Linked DNA regions of Mus musculus: region 1 is linked to region 2. The links are chromatin contacts, called in public HiChIP or PLAC-seq maps. All regions are on one chromosome and are shown on one strand. The core of a region is the stretch at or near the end of the contact, and the rest is flanking DNA. Distances in the headings are between cores, read along the strand shown.

Region 1 (6,610 bases), core at 1,139-3,638, 430 kb before region 2:
CATTGCAATTTTAATATTGCATTTTTTGTATGTATAGCAAAAGCTAAATTATTCATATTGTCATTAAATTTTAAAAATAAATAACAATTAAATTTCTTGCCCATTAATCATCTGCAAATGAAAGCCAGCGAAGGCTGCTAGTCTACGTGGCTGTCTGCTTGGAGGACACGGATTTAAAAAAAAATACTATTTCCATGCTGGATAATCACTACACGGTGAAAAAAGGAGTCTTCTGAAAATTTACACGCAGAGGAGATGTTCTTTAAACTCTTTGTAAATTCTTTTCCATATTTCTTTTCTAATTACAAACATTATTTTATATAGTTTTTAAAATAGAAAATTCCTTCTTTATGCATAATACAAGTCTGTTCAGCCTTCTTGTGTTATATCACTACAAAAATATTAGCAGACATTTACTAAATGTTTGCTTTATGTCAGGGACTATTTAACGTACTTTATTTATAGATACATACACATATGATTTTACACACACGCGCGCGCGCGCGCGCACACACACACACACACACACACAAAATAAGTCATATATAATTCTCAAGGGTACTATGATATAATTACCATTGTTGACAGTGTTTGAAACATGGAAAAAGGAAGATCCCGGGTAAATTGGGAACTTGTCCAGAGATTTACAGATTCAGTTCTCACTGTCTGTCTGTTTACAGGCTGTGTCCTCCGGTTTTTCACATTGCATGCGGTGGGTAGAAATGAACTATAATAGAGTTTGTAAGAGTGCATATTTTCTACTCTGCAATAAGGCACAGCACCCAAGCTGAGCTCGGTGGCACGGTTTTGAATTTGGAGCTATGCTTTAACTATTTCAACTATCCGCACATCATGTTAACGCTGTAGCACGGAGTACAGTCTCACTGTGGAGCAAGTGCAAGCCCTGTTTGCCCCTGGATGAAATCCCCAAATAAAATGTAGAGGGAACAGACCCAGAAAACTACACCCGTTCTCCTCCTTTCTCTCCGAGTCAACTCCTTTTCTCTCTTATTGTATCTGCTTTTTACCAGTCACTTCTCTGGGTGAATTTGTTGGTGTTATTAGAAAATGCTTGCTTTACATTCATTTTATGCAGATTGTTATTTTAGACATATTTACATTTCAATCCTCATTCAGAGTACAGAGTTGCAGTTCAGCTTAGCTTTTTGCTGGATTATCCCAAAGTCCTTAGCAAACGAATTTAGATGACTGAGGATTTACTACACATTTCAGTCTGCTATTCCCCCACCATGATTGTTGTGTGTTAATTGAATACTGTTGATACTAATTCAGGGCTTGGGAAAACGGTACTTGCTGTCATAGGGCTTTTCCTTGACCTTCAAAAAATGTACCAGTCATTCTGATGAACACTTGCAAACTATTTTAGATTTCTTTCAATCCTCTTAGCCTTTGTAGATTATCAGATTCACAAGGATTACCCATCAAGAACCAAATGGCAGATGTCAGGGATTCCGGCTATCTCTCCTAGCATGCCCTAGACCATCACGTTTTTTTTACATTATTGTTTTCAAGAACTGTGGGTGCCGAGCAATGGAGAAGAATGTTGATTTTTGATGGAAAAAGTAGCAAGGTTAGAAGTTATTGTCCCAAACAACCTAGGAAGAATATATTTATTCTATTTAAAGATAAAGTAATCGAGCTAGGGAGATGGCTTGTATAGAGAAGTGCTTGCTACTCAAGTGTGAAGACCTGAGTTCACGTCTCTAGCACCCACTTAAAGAGGTGAGAAATCACATGTACCCATAATTTTAAGTCTGTGGGAGGAAGATAGAAACAGGAAGACCACTGAGACTCGCTGGCCACCAGCCTATCTGTAGGTTCAGCAAGAAACCCTGTCTCAAGGGAAGAAGAGTGAGAGATCAACATACAGTACCTTCTTCATAGGTTCACAAACATCAACATGAATATATTTGTGCATAGACCACACATTTACATACACAGACACACAGAGAAGGGTGTGGTATAGTTGTAAAGAATGAGTAATTTCAGCAAAATCCTTATTTCAGTGAACAGGGGAGCATGATAAGTTACATGTGTGTGCGTGAGATAGAGTGTGTGTTATGAGTGTGTGTGTCTCCTTCACAATATGTGAATATGAAAGGAAACTGTGAACAGACTCAGTACACTCGTCTAATGTCTATAATTGACTAAGAGACTACACAAAAGACAATTATGGGCAGACACTGGCTTTGAATGAACTGAAATGACGTCTTCCAGGGAGCATTTGCCAGCATTGGGCTTTGTAAATCACTCATTTAATGTCCTGGGAAGGCTGTTTCATTTCACAGGAAGTCAACATGATGAGTCGGACCTGACTCAGTCATGTTGGTGTGTGACAGTAACACTGGATGCTTGGTGAGGAGGAATTACCGCAGAATGGGGGAAATTTACATGAACCCAGCCTAAATAGATCATGCCTAGCAGTGCAGCTTCCTGAGAGAATAGTAAAGAAAGTTCGGATTGGCCTCAGCTTTCATCATAGCTTTGTCAGTCAGATGGATGAGCTTGCTAAGGTGAGCTCGTGTGAACTGCAGCTCTCTTCCTGCTGTCTTTCCTCTTCAAGACCAATGCTGTCATGATGCTTGTCTGTGCGTGTGCACATGCACTGCACACACAAGTGTGTGTCAGTGTGCATGTGTAACCAGCCTAGAAGGGGAGAGAAGAATAGGGGAGGCAGTGAGAAGAAGTTAGGTAATTGGTTCCTAAGAGTATTTGTGTGTGTGTGTGTGTGTTGTGTACGTGTGTTTGTGTCTGCATGCATGTGTACCGTCAACATTGTGTTTGTGTGAATTACAATCCATTCTGAGACCTTCTGAAGCTATTATTGCCTCTTCCAATCAGTTTCTCAGGAATTAAGTTTGACTCTTGAAGAGGCAGGCAACAGCCTGTACCATTTGTAAAAGTCCTCTGGTGATTGTGCATCCCTTAAAGGCCACTCCACAAACTCTGCACAGTGACATTTTAGCACACGGGCCTCCAGTGAGGACCTCTGCATTTTCTCTGCTAACTACAAAGAAAAATGAATCTCACAAATCAGTGGTGAGCTCATCTTAGGTCTTTACTGTATGTTTAGAAAGTTTGGGAAAAGTGGGACTGGGATTTTAAAGTCCATTCCATGCAAGACTTAGAGAAAGTTCTGGAAGCTCTAATAAACCAGATAAACAAACAAACAAACAAATCCAAAACCAAAACCAACCAACCAACCAAAAAATTCCAGACCATGTGTGTCAATTGCCTAGGAAGCATGGACTTGAGGACTTATACAAGAGATTTATGGACACCAATTAGACACACGAAAATAAGTAAAAACATCGAAGTAATATATGTTAAAGTGGAGATTGAGATAAGGGGTGTGCCATTAATCACTTATTTTAAAAATTAAAAAAATTTCAACTGTGATCACTCATTGTCATTCCTGAGATGACGGCCTTACGTCAGCAGCTTGCCTTGGTTAGTTTGGGGCCCTATGTTTGGTTTCCAAACTCCTGTGGCCTTGCAGCCCCTTTAACCTTAGCATTCTAGAACAGTGGGTCTCAACGTCCCTGATGTTGTCCCTCATGCTATGACCCTATATTTAATACAGTTCCTCATGTCGTGGTGACTCCAACCGTAAAATTATTTTTGTTGCTACTTTCTAACTGTAATTGTGCTACTGTTATGAATTGTAATCTAAGTATTTGTGTTTTCTGATGGTCACGGGTAAGCCCTGTGAGAAGATCATCCCATGCCCAGAGGGGACGCAACCCATAGACTGGGAACCTCTGCTTAGAACACTTGCTGCTCTAAGGCAGAGACACTCTTTTCACGACCATAACCTTATGATTTCTATGATCTACATACGAATCTAATTTCTTTCTGGGTTACCTGCTTCTTCTTACTCTGTAAGGAAAGAAAGGAGGAGTGAATTGGTTTCGAAGCATGCATGCTTGCTTTCCAAGGAAGGAGGTTAAATGCTATTGGAAGCAGTTGTGTTTAATGCTTAAAGTGGTCGTTCCTAAATTGGATGCTTGGCTGGTGATCAGAGATTCTAGGAAAGCATTTTAATTGATTACAGTGTTTGGCTTCAAAATGCCCTTGCATGTGCTTGGGAAATCCATTTTTTGGACATATATATCTTTCTTAAAGAAAATTCTCTCTGAGGGAACAGAAAAAGGTGTGAGGTCATGTTCTCTTCTAATTAAAGATTACACATTTCTTTTTCTAACATATATATTTTGTACCACGCACTTCCTTTTAACCTTTTTTTTATAGCATCTAGATATACATTTTGATATGTTCTTGTTTTCATGTTATGAAATTTAAAAGATAATTTAGGGCTGGAGATATATAACTTGGTAGTTGACACCTTGTTTAGGGATACAAGGTTCTGGCCTTAATTCATAGCAACACATTAAAGTTCTCTGCTGTTTAACTTGATCATTGATTCATAAGATATTTCAAAATACAGTGCTTGGTCTGTGTATATGATTACTGACGTGCGTGCTGCTGCTCATATCTGTGGTGGTGAAAGACCTCCTGTGTTTGGTCTTCTTTCTCTCTTTCTCTCTCTCTCTCTCTCTCTCTCTCTTTTAAATTAGATATTTTCTTTATTTACATTTCAAATGTTATCCCCTTTCCTAGTCCCCCACACCCCTAGGAATACTACTATCCCCTCTCGCTCCCCCTGCTTCTATGAGGGTACTCAAGCACCCACCCACCCACCCACCCACTCCCACCTCCCCACCCTGGCATTACCCTACACTGGGGCATGGAGCCTTTACAGGACCAAGGACCTCTCCTCCCATTGATGCCTGACAAGGCCATCCTCTGCTACATATATATGGCTGGAGCCATGGGTCCCTCCATGTGTACTCTTTGGTTGGTGTTTTAATCCCTGGGAGCTTTGGGAGGGGGGTCTGGTTGGTTTGGTTGATATTGTTGTTTTTCCTATGGGGTTGCAAAACCCTTCTGCTCAGTCCTTATATAAATATTTACATAACATATAAAGCATATATTACAGTACATATATGATATATCACATCCTTAGACAATTATATAAAATTAATATATTATGTGAAACTATCATGTTTCTAAATGAGGTTATCAATGTCCATTTCCACAGTCACACATTTAATCCAAAGGGCTTTCAAGGAGTGAAGAAAAGCAACCAGTTGGCAGGGATTGAACATAGGAAGTAGGAAGGAGGGACATTGAGTTAAAGGTATTTAAAACAGCATGGAGGAGGAGGAGGGGCTTTTTCCTTCTGGTGTGTCAGTACGGGAAGGTCAACTGGATGCTTTCTCTGCCTCTCTGAGCTAGTAGGTTTTTCACCCCAGCATCTGGTTCCTGAGTCCTCTTTGGTAAAATAGAGTGGATAGAATTTTATTTTATAACATAACATCCCTCCTCTTTATAGTTCCCAGTTTCTAGTAACTAACAGTTCTCCTCTCAAGTTTCTGTGAGAGTTCTTAGGAGAAGCTTGCGTGAGAAGATGTGATTCTTACGTTTCTGTGTATGGTTTGCTAACGTCTACTGACACCACACCTGACTAAATTTCAATTTTAATGGCCAAATAACATTGTATTATGCATACCCATCACATTTTCATTATATATTAGTCAGTTAATGGACACTTATAGGCTATTTTTCATAGTATTGCAATAAACTTGCACTTGTAAAATGTCTTTGATATAATGATGCATTTTCTCTAAATCCATACTTCGTAATAGGATTCCTGAACTACATGGTGGTCATATTTTTGTTTTTAGGCTCCTTTATACAATGGTTATATTAATTGACATCCCCATCAACAGTGTAAGAATTTCCTTTCCTGTGAGGAGCCGCCTTTGCAATTGCCATTACAAGATGACGCTGATATCCGGTGTTCTAACTGGTAAACAAATAGTCTGTGCATGTGCTGGGGTATTTTTCCATTCCTTGTGCCCTGCCTGTCCCGTGGCATCATCTGGGCTGATGGTAAGCAACCAGTCAGGGTGAAATACGTCTCCACCTGCTCTTGTGGTCTATTTAAGGACCGAGTTTCCTGTGTTCTGGGCCTCCTCCCCCAGAAGCTGATCATCTTTCTCTCGAGATGCATTAAAGCTATGTTGCAGAAGAACCCATGTGTGTCCTCGCCGGAGAGACTCCTTATCATCACAGACACACTTTCCATGCTTGCCAATGTTCACCTCTCAAATTATTATTCTTTCAGGTTTTTTCAGTGGAAGAAGGGACCAAGTAGACATTTTGATATATATCTCCTTGATGATTAGTGATATTTAGTATTTTTTTCATATAACTTTTGCCCAGTTGTATGTCTTTTGAAAAATACCTACTCATGTTTTCTGGTTTTCAGAATACCCAGAATTCCCCTTTCAGGGTCTCTAGTGATGTACGCTTCATGTGACACTTTGGAGATCATTGTATTTTCTACCTTTCTCCAGCCAGCATGTCATACCCATAAAAAACATATTAGTGGCAGGAATGTGAAAACTCATGCCAGTGAACTTTGCATTCTTAGAGGAATGACCTTCCTAAAGGGAATGCCTATGGTCTTCCCTATGAAGGTCTATGGCAGTCATAAAAATGCTGAAGTTGTCACACAGGGTGT
Region 2 (6,689 bases), core at 685-3,184:
TGGTTCCCCCTTAATTAAAATTGTTTTGAATTGTCGTAAAAATGGAGCAGCCTATGGTGTAACTACTTCATTATATATAAACCATACTCCTAGTTTTCTCACTAGCTGAATGGCCTCTTCTTGGAAAGTGTTCCATTTTGCTGCTGCTTCAAATTGTGTAAGGTCTAAGGATAGAAATGCATATACATCCAGGCTGTGGTTATCCAGCCCAGGAGAGGGTGTACATCGTCTCAAGCAGTGTCTAGAACTTTCTCTAAAGCTTCATACACTGCTGGTTTTCTCTACTATATTCTTAATTTTCCTCATCTCTAGTTCTGACAGCATTATGTGTCTGCTCTTTTTTTCCTCAGAGCTTTATCTTATAGGATGCATCCTTCATTCCATCATGGGCATATTCTTGGCTCAATTGACTTATTTCTTGAGGTGTGTATGGTCTAATTTCTATTTGCTTCTCATCTCTATTACCAAATAATATGAATCATCTAGATATATTAACCTTCCAAGATGTCACTGTGAGGGATATGGCTGTCTTGCCTAGGTCCGGGGTTAGAGTAACATCTTTAATGGGATTGTTTGCCAGCCCCTCCATTTCTTAGTTATATTAGCTGTCTTTATCTATGTCCACTATGGTTTTCATAAGTATTGCTGGGACTTCTTTACTAGCCGTGTGCTCTAGCAGTGGCTCTACTACTTGTGGATTTGTTAGAGGTACCTCAATCTTCACTTCCTTAAACCCAAGTTTCTTTTGGTTGTTCCAAACCATTTTCTCTCTGTGGATCTGTGGCATCTGAACTCCCTTCCGTGGTTTTGAAGCCACTAACTAGTTCCTTCATTCTGATGTTAATATATATGCTAGGGAGTATAGAGATTTAATAGTTTTCTTTTTTTATATACTACCCAAAGTGAATTTGGGGGTAGCTTTCTTACTACTTTTTCCAATAATTTATCTGCCCTTCTCATGAGGCATTTGGCTAGGCATTCTCGGATGGGTTTTCCTGTACCTTCCCCTCTTCCTGCTACATAGGCAGCAGTTGGCATCCAGGTGCTGGTAATATTCTTTCCCTGCACCTTTCACTCTCTCTACCTCGAATGCAGCAGTTGGGATCAGAGTATTGGTGATCAGCTAATGATGAGGTCCTTCAACCTGCACCCTGGCTCTTCCTACCACCTCAGCAGCAGTTGGCTTCAACAGCAGTAGGCTTTGGGGTGGTGATCCCTTCTTTCACTTTCTTCCTTACAGCTCTGGCTAGTTCTGCACCTGGGCTGTAATTAATTTTGTACAACCAGAGGCCATTACCAATTTGGTGAAACTTAGAATAATTGGGACTACTATGGTCCTTAGAGGGTCCAGTTTCCTTCTCAGGATTTTGCCTTATGGTAAAATGATGCCAACTATGCCAACTGTCATGATCCATGACCAGCTTAAGGCTGGGAAGGAGAGACAGAGTCCAGATAATGTTTGATCTCAAGGGTTATTCACTACAATGGCAAGTATCAGTTCACAACACATGCATAGAGTGCCTGACTCAGAAGGAAGTGGCGGAGAGACTCACAAGCAAGGCTGGCTCATCACCACAATGACTAATGTCAGTTTACAACACGTGCATGGGGTATTTGAGCAATGAGCAAGTGGCCTAAAGGCTTGCACTCAAACTGTCCCTTACTCAGAGTGTCCCAGGTGGCAGCTTTTTCCTCTGGATCCTCTCATCTCCATGCAGCCAGGGTGGCAGTCAGTTTTCCTCTGGTCAGAGAGCCAGATAGTATGACAATCTTCACTGTGGAAGTATCAAGGTTTCCTCCTGCCTGCTGTGAGCTTCTGTTTTTATTAGCTACAAGGGGCAGTCACTCCCTAGCCTTACATCATTACATAGCACTTCATTTTTATTTGCTCTCCACTGAGCTGACATGAGCTGGAGAGCTGCTGTGAGCTGGCTGCTCATGCAACTCTTATCTACTACACACAGCTGACATGAGCTAGCTGCTCCTTTCTGTGACATCCAACTCAGCCCTGTTCTAATTTTTTTTTTATTAACATGCTGTCTACATAAGAAAATTAAGTTGTCTCACTGAGCTAGGCTTTATATTCTTTTTAACCTAAGATTATGCCTCTGATGCCATTATTGGTATAATATTAGACAAGTAAAATGGTCAGATGATAGGAACAAAAAAAGTATTGTATTGATCCACACTTTAAAGATATGTCGTTTTCAAATTTGTTTGTAGGAAAAAGTCTGACCTAAGAGATCCATGAACTAATATGAAATTCAATGTAATCCACCATAGAAAGAAACATGGAAAAAAAAACCTACATGATAATCTCAGTAGGTGCTGAAGAAGCCTTTAACAAAATATCACACCTCTTCATGATAAAAGTCTTGGAGAGATCAGGCATACAGTCTCCTTATCCAAACACAATACATAAAGGCACTACATAGCAAGCCAATAGCCAATGTCAAATTAAATGGACAGAAACAAAACAATTCCACTAAAATCGAGACTGTTCACTCTTTCCATATTTATTCAGTACTTGGAGTTTTAGCAAGAGTTATAATAGAACTTAAGATATCAAGAGGATACAAATTGGAAAGGAAAAAAATCAATATATTGGTATTTGCAGATGATATGATAGTATAAATAAGTAACCCCCAGAATTCTACCAAAGAATCAGAGAACTCCCATAACTGATACCTATTGAACTATACAATTTTAAGTGCTTTATAATAAACACAATGAAGAAATCTCTACAGGCAAGAGGATGCATGGACAAATACTTTACCCTTTCTTCATTCACCATACACATATGTGATTGCTGAAGATTCGTTACAGACAGGGTTTGTTCAAAATCCAGGTAGTTCCACAAGTCATTCTATTTTATGTTCCTTATTATTCTAAATCAGTGATTGTCAAACTGAATTAATACGGAATTAGAAATTCAGATACTAAGGATTGTGAACATATGACTTCTTTAACCATTTCAATGTATTCTTAATTATATCTTTGGGGATTTTACATTCTTATACATTAATTAAAGATTACCTGAAAATTATCTAAAACTTTGCAAATATTATCTATACTAACATACTCCCCTATATTTCTATGAACTACAAATATTATCATCTTTAGATATGTTATTCTGTGGGATAAGTGGACTGGTAAGGTTGAATGAGACCAAACCTGGTGAATCTCAGATTTGAGAACAGTAGGAGTGGGGCCAACTCCCTGCCTAACTCTACTCCCTCTGGAACATGTAACCACAGCGCCCCACTGAGAGAACCATGGCAATCAGTCATGTAGCATAAAAACCTGGAGTTCTCTATGTTAATGTAGCATCTAGATAGGCCCCAAGCATTCAGCCAATGAGCTTCTCTTCCTGGGCGTTCCTTCTTGCAAAAGGTATTTAATACCTGGTACACCCTGAGTAAGGCATATGCATTCACATCCATCATCAAACAAAGCAGTCTGAATAAACAAGGAAAAATCTCTTCATCAAGGAACCCTTGGGGAGGCCTCCATAGTAGACACCTCCACCTAAATCTCCTGGAGAAGGCCTTCTCTCTTCCAGCCCCTCCATACTCTTTGACTCAGGATCCAACTGGGTTCTATCCCATACACAGCCTCTGTCTTCCCCATCTTCCCCTTCATGCCGAGTGGGTGTGGATGCCCTGAGGGGTAGTGGGCCCAGGACCCCATTACTGGCTCACAGCACTATGCCAGCCAGTGGCGCCTGGGTATACAGGACACTGGGAACTACAGCAATCATCCCGGACTCCACTGTTTCCCACTCTGAAACAATAGGGACTGAGGATCACCATTGTGGACTGTGTTCTGCCTCCCCTGAGCAGCGTGCAGGTGGCACTCCAGGGACTCCACTGGATAGGCAGGATGTGACCCAGCACTATCTAACAATGTAAGTCTGTCCATATCTTGGTAATCAGATGGATGACTGGTCTACAGATTTGGGCTCAAAATGCCAAGGTTGGAAGCACAACACTGATAACGATGATTGCAGAGACATAGCCAAGAAAGACAGACATGGAAGACTTGCACTACAAGCCCTCCACTCTCCACAAACCTACCAAATAGTAACGGCCTAAACAGGAAGCCATGGAAGAGAACTCTTTAAAAAAAACTGTGATAGGATGCTGAAGTGTTGCTTTCCGCAATGTATGGCTTCCAGAAGGTGTGAGAGAGGTGAACGACTCATCTCTATTTAAGGGGAAGGCCACTGAGAGTTTTCCCACACTCCAGTGAGTTGAGAGATACATAATACAAATTGGATTCTATTTTTTAAATTTTGCTGGGGAAGGGGAAGTCACAGGAGAGGAGTAGATAGGAAAGGATTGGGAAGAGATTGTGATAGGGGGATATGATGTGAAATCCCCAAAGATTCAATAAAATATTATGTTAAATAAAAGTAAAAAAATGATATCATGTTGAGGTTGTTAATTTTCACAACCAAAATTACCATTGAATTTTGTGCCTTTTTGTATGGGTGTGTAGAGGAATTAATTTCTCCTGCTTGTAAAACGACTGTTGCTTTCAAAGAGAGAATGTAACAATATCTAGGGTGATGATGGAATTTATCCATTCTAGGACAAGTTTAGAGTTGTATTTGTTGGGGTCAAGTAAGGCATTGCTTTATATTTATTGGATGTTGTTGGAGGAATTAAGGTAAAAACTGCACTGAAATTATTTAAGATTGTTTTCCATTTAAGTTATTAGATTTGAATTTGAAAATATTTTTAAAAATATGTTAGCTTGATATCAGTAAACTATCACACTCTTTTCATGACATCAAGGAGCAAGGATAATGGATGGACAGGATCTCCAGGTTTTAGACATGCCTCTCTATTTACCAATGGAGAAAGCAGGTCACAGAGCTTAGATCATACCTAGTCTCAGACCCAAAAGAAAAATACAAAGCAAGGGTTTCTTTATTTCCAGAGCAGCATGCTTTATACAGCACAAGGATGTTTGATAAAAGGTACTCTTTGAAATGGTGATATATAAAGGATGGAAGCGACATGATAGCTATCAGAGTTTGGGGAGTGTGGGGCACACAAATGACTTAGAAAGCTCCATCAGTGGAAACTGTTACCATTAAATAGATGGCAGGCATTCTTGTCTAACAAGCTCAACAGGATTGCAAATGACTCATGAACTGTGAAGAAAAGTGAGGGGCCTGTGTCCTCTCAGTCCTGACAATATGTATTAGAGGTCGTCACGTTTTTTTACTTGTATTTGCTACATATGAGGTTATATTCTGTTTCTCTTGGGTTCATGTCATGCATAAGTAAAAATAACCCTGGCCTCCTAGAGGCAAAAATGGTAAAAATGTAAACCCAAATATCAGACTCTGAAACACACACTTATGAACCAAAGTGATGCCTGTGATGCCCTTGAAGTAGACACGTCTATGGCATCAGAGCACAGCTCGCTCCAGTCATGAACACAAGAATTTATAGAATGTGAGAGACTTTCTACATCATATTAATGACAGGATGTGCCACAGGACACTGAGGTTATTACTAGTGTTGTTAGCTCAATAGTTCCAAAGTCTCTGGATGTTAAACAATTGAGGTGTTTGCAGTCTTCACCCACCCACATTGTGGTTGGTGAGCCAAATTGTTTTAAGAAATAACATAGGACACATCAAAGCTAAAGAATTTAAGTGATGGTGCCAAGGCTGCAGAAGTATCTATTTTTCTTTCCACTATGCCTACCAATATTTAAATGATGGATGAATTATTTCTTCAACATTGGTTTCTAGTATAAGAAAATTTCCTTTCCTAAATTACCAAGGGGACACATTTATTCCTAGTCACTACAATGGCCAGGACATCTCTTCTGAGTATTCTAAGCCATCAGATATATTGTATTGTTTGTCCACTCTTCTTACTTCTTCCCATCTGAAACATGAAATGCACTCTTGGGAACCTAATTCTTTCTATTGTAAACTAGAATTATTGCAGGAACAGACATTTGCATTCTTGAGTTACAGGAAATGTTTTAGAATATTATGCACTTAATAATTTTCTCTTCCATTTTTGAAATATTTTTCATATGCTGGTTAAATTTCCTGGGACATTTCTTTAATTTTGTCTTATCTATCATTTTTCCTTTCTACTTTTCTTACTGTGCCTCTGGTTTGATTTCTTAGAATATAGCTTTTTATACTTGTAAATCCTTTTTTTCAATTCTCAAATGCACTTAAGAGCTACTCATAAAGTAGAGTTTTATCCAGCCATTATTAAAGAGGTTTCCACCAAGCATCAGATGAGAGCAGACACAGAGACCCACAGCCAGACTCTTATGCAAAGAGAGAGTCTGAAGAGAGTCCACCAAATTCCTCATTTCAGTGCTCAGGCAATTCTGAGGAAGAGGAGGTGGAAAGAATGTGAGAATCAGAAGACATGGTGGACACCAGGAGAATACAGCCCTCTCAATCAACTAACCAAGGTACATGTGAACTGCCAGAGACTGAAGCAGTAAGTGTAGGGCCTAAGTGAGTCTGCACCAGGTCCTCTGTGTATATTACAGTCATTAGCTTAGTATGTTTTAATTTGGCTCCTGACTATGAGAACAAGTGGGTTTCTGACTCTTTTGTTTGCCCTTGGGACTCTTTACCCTCCCTGTGTTGGGTTGCTGCACCCAATTTTGATACTAATGTTTGTGCTTCATCCTTTATT

Evidence for each region. HiChIP or PLAC-seq counts read pairs in DNA pulled down with a chosen protein or histone mark.
Region 1: a contact with region 2 is called in a FOXA1 HiChIP or PLAC-seq map of pancreatic cancer cells. The contact joins two enhancer-like sites. A contact is called at or near these places in 1 of 484 Hi-C or Micro-C datasets (bone marrow-derived macrophages) and 1 of 115 datasets of contacts at active chromatin or transcription factors (pancreatic cancer cells).

What each region holds. Positions count from the first base shown.
Region 1 is chr16:76,145,464-76,152,073 of GRCm38.p6, reverse strand. All of the region lies in intron 1 of 4930578N18Rik (RIKEN cDNA 4930578N18 gene), which reads right to left. Among named protein-coding and RNA genes, the nearest start is that of Gm22268, 16 kb to the right of the region's middle. Within about 2 kb of position 2,388, at least 17 of the 459 cell types and tissues checked have an H3K27ac peak or open chromatin away from gene starts, as enhancers often do. A contact at or near this core is called in pancreatic cancer cells, where this site is marked.
Region 2 is chr16:75,712,841-75,719,529 of GRCm38.p6, reverse strand. No RefSeq gene overlaps it. Among named protein-coding and RNA genes, the nearest start is that of Gm41474, 33 kb to the right of the region's middle. Within about 2 kb of position 1,934, at least 55 of the 459 cell types and tissues checked have an H3K27ac peak or open chromatin away from gene starts, as enhancers often do. A contact at or near this core is called in pancreatic cancer cells, where this site is marked.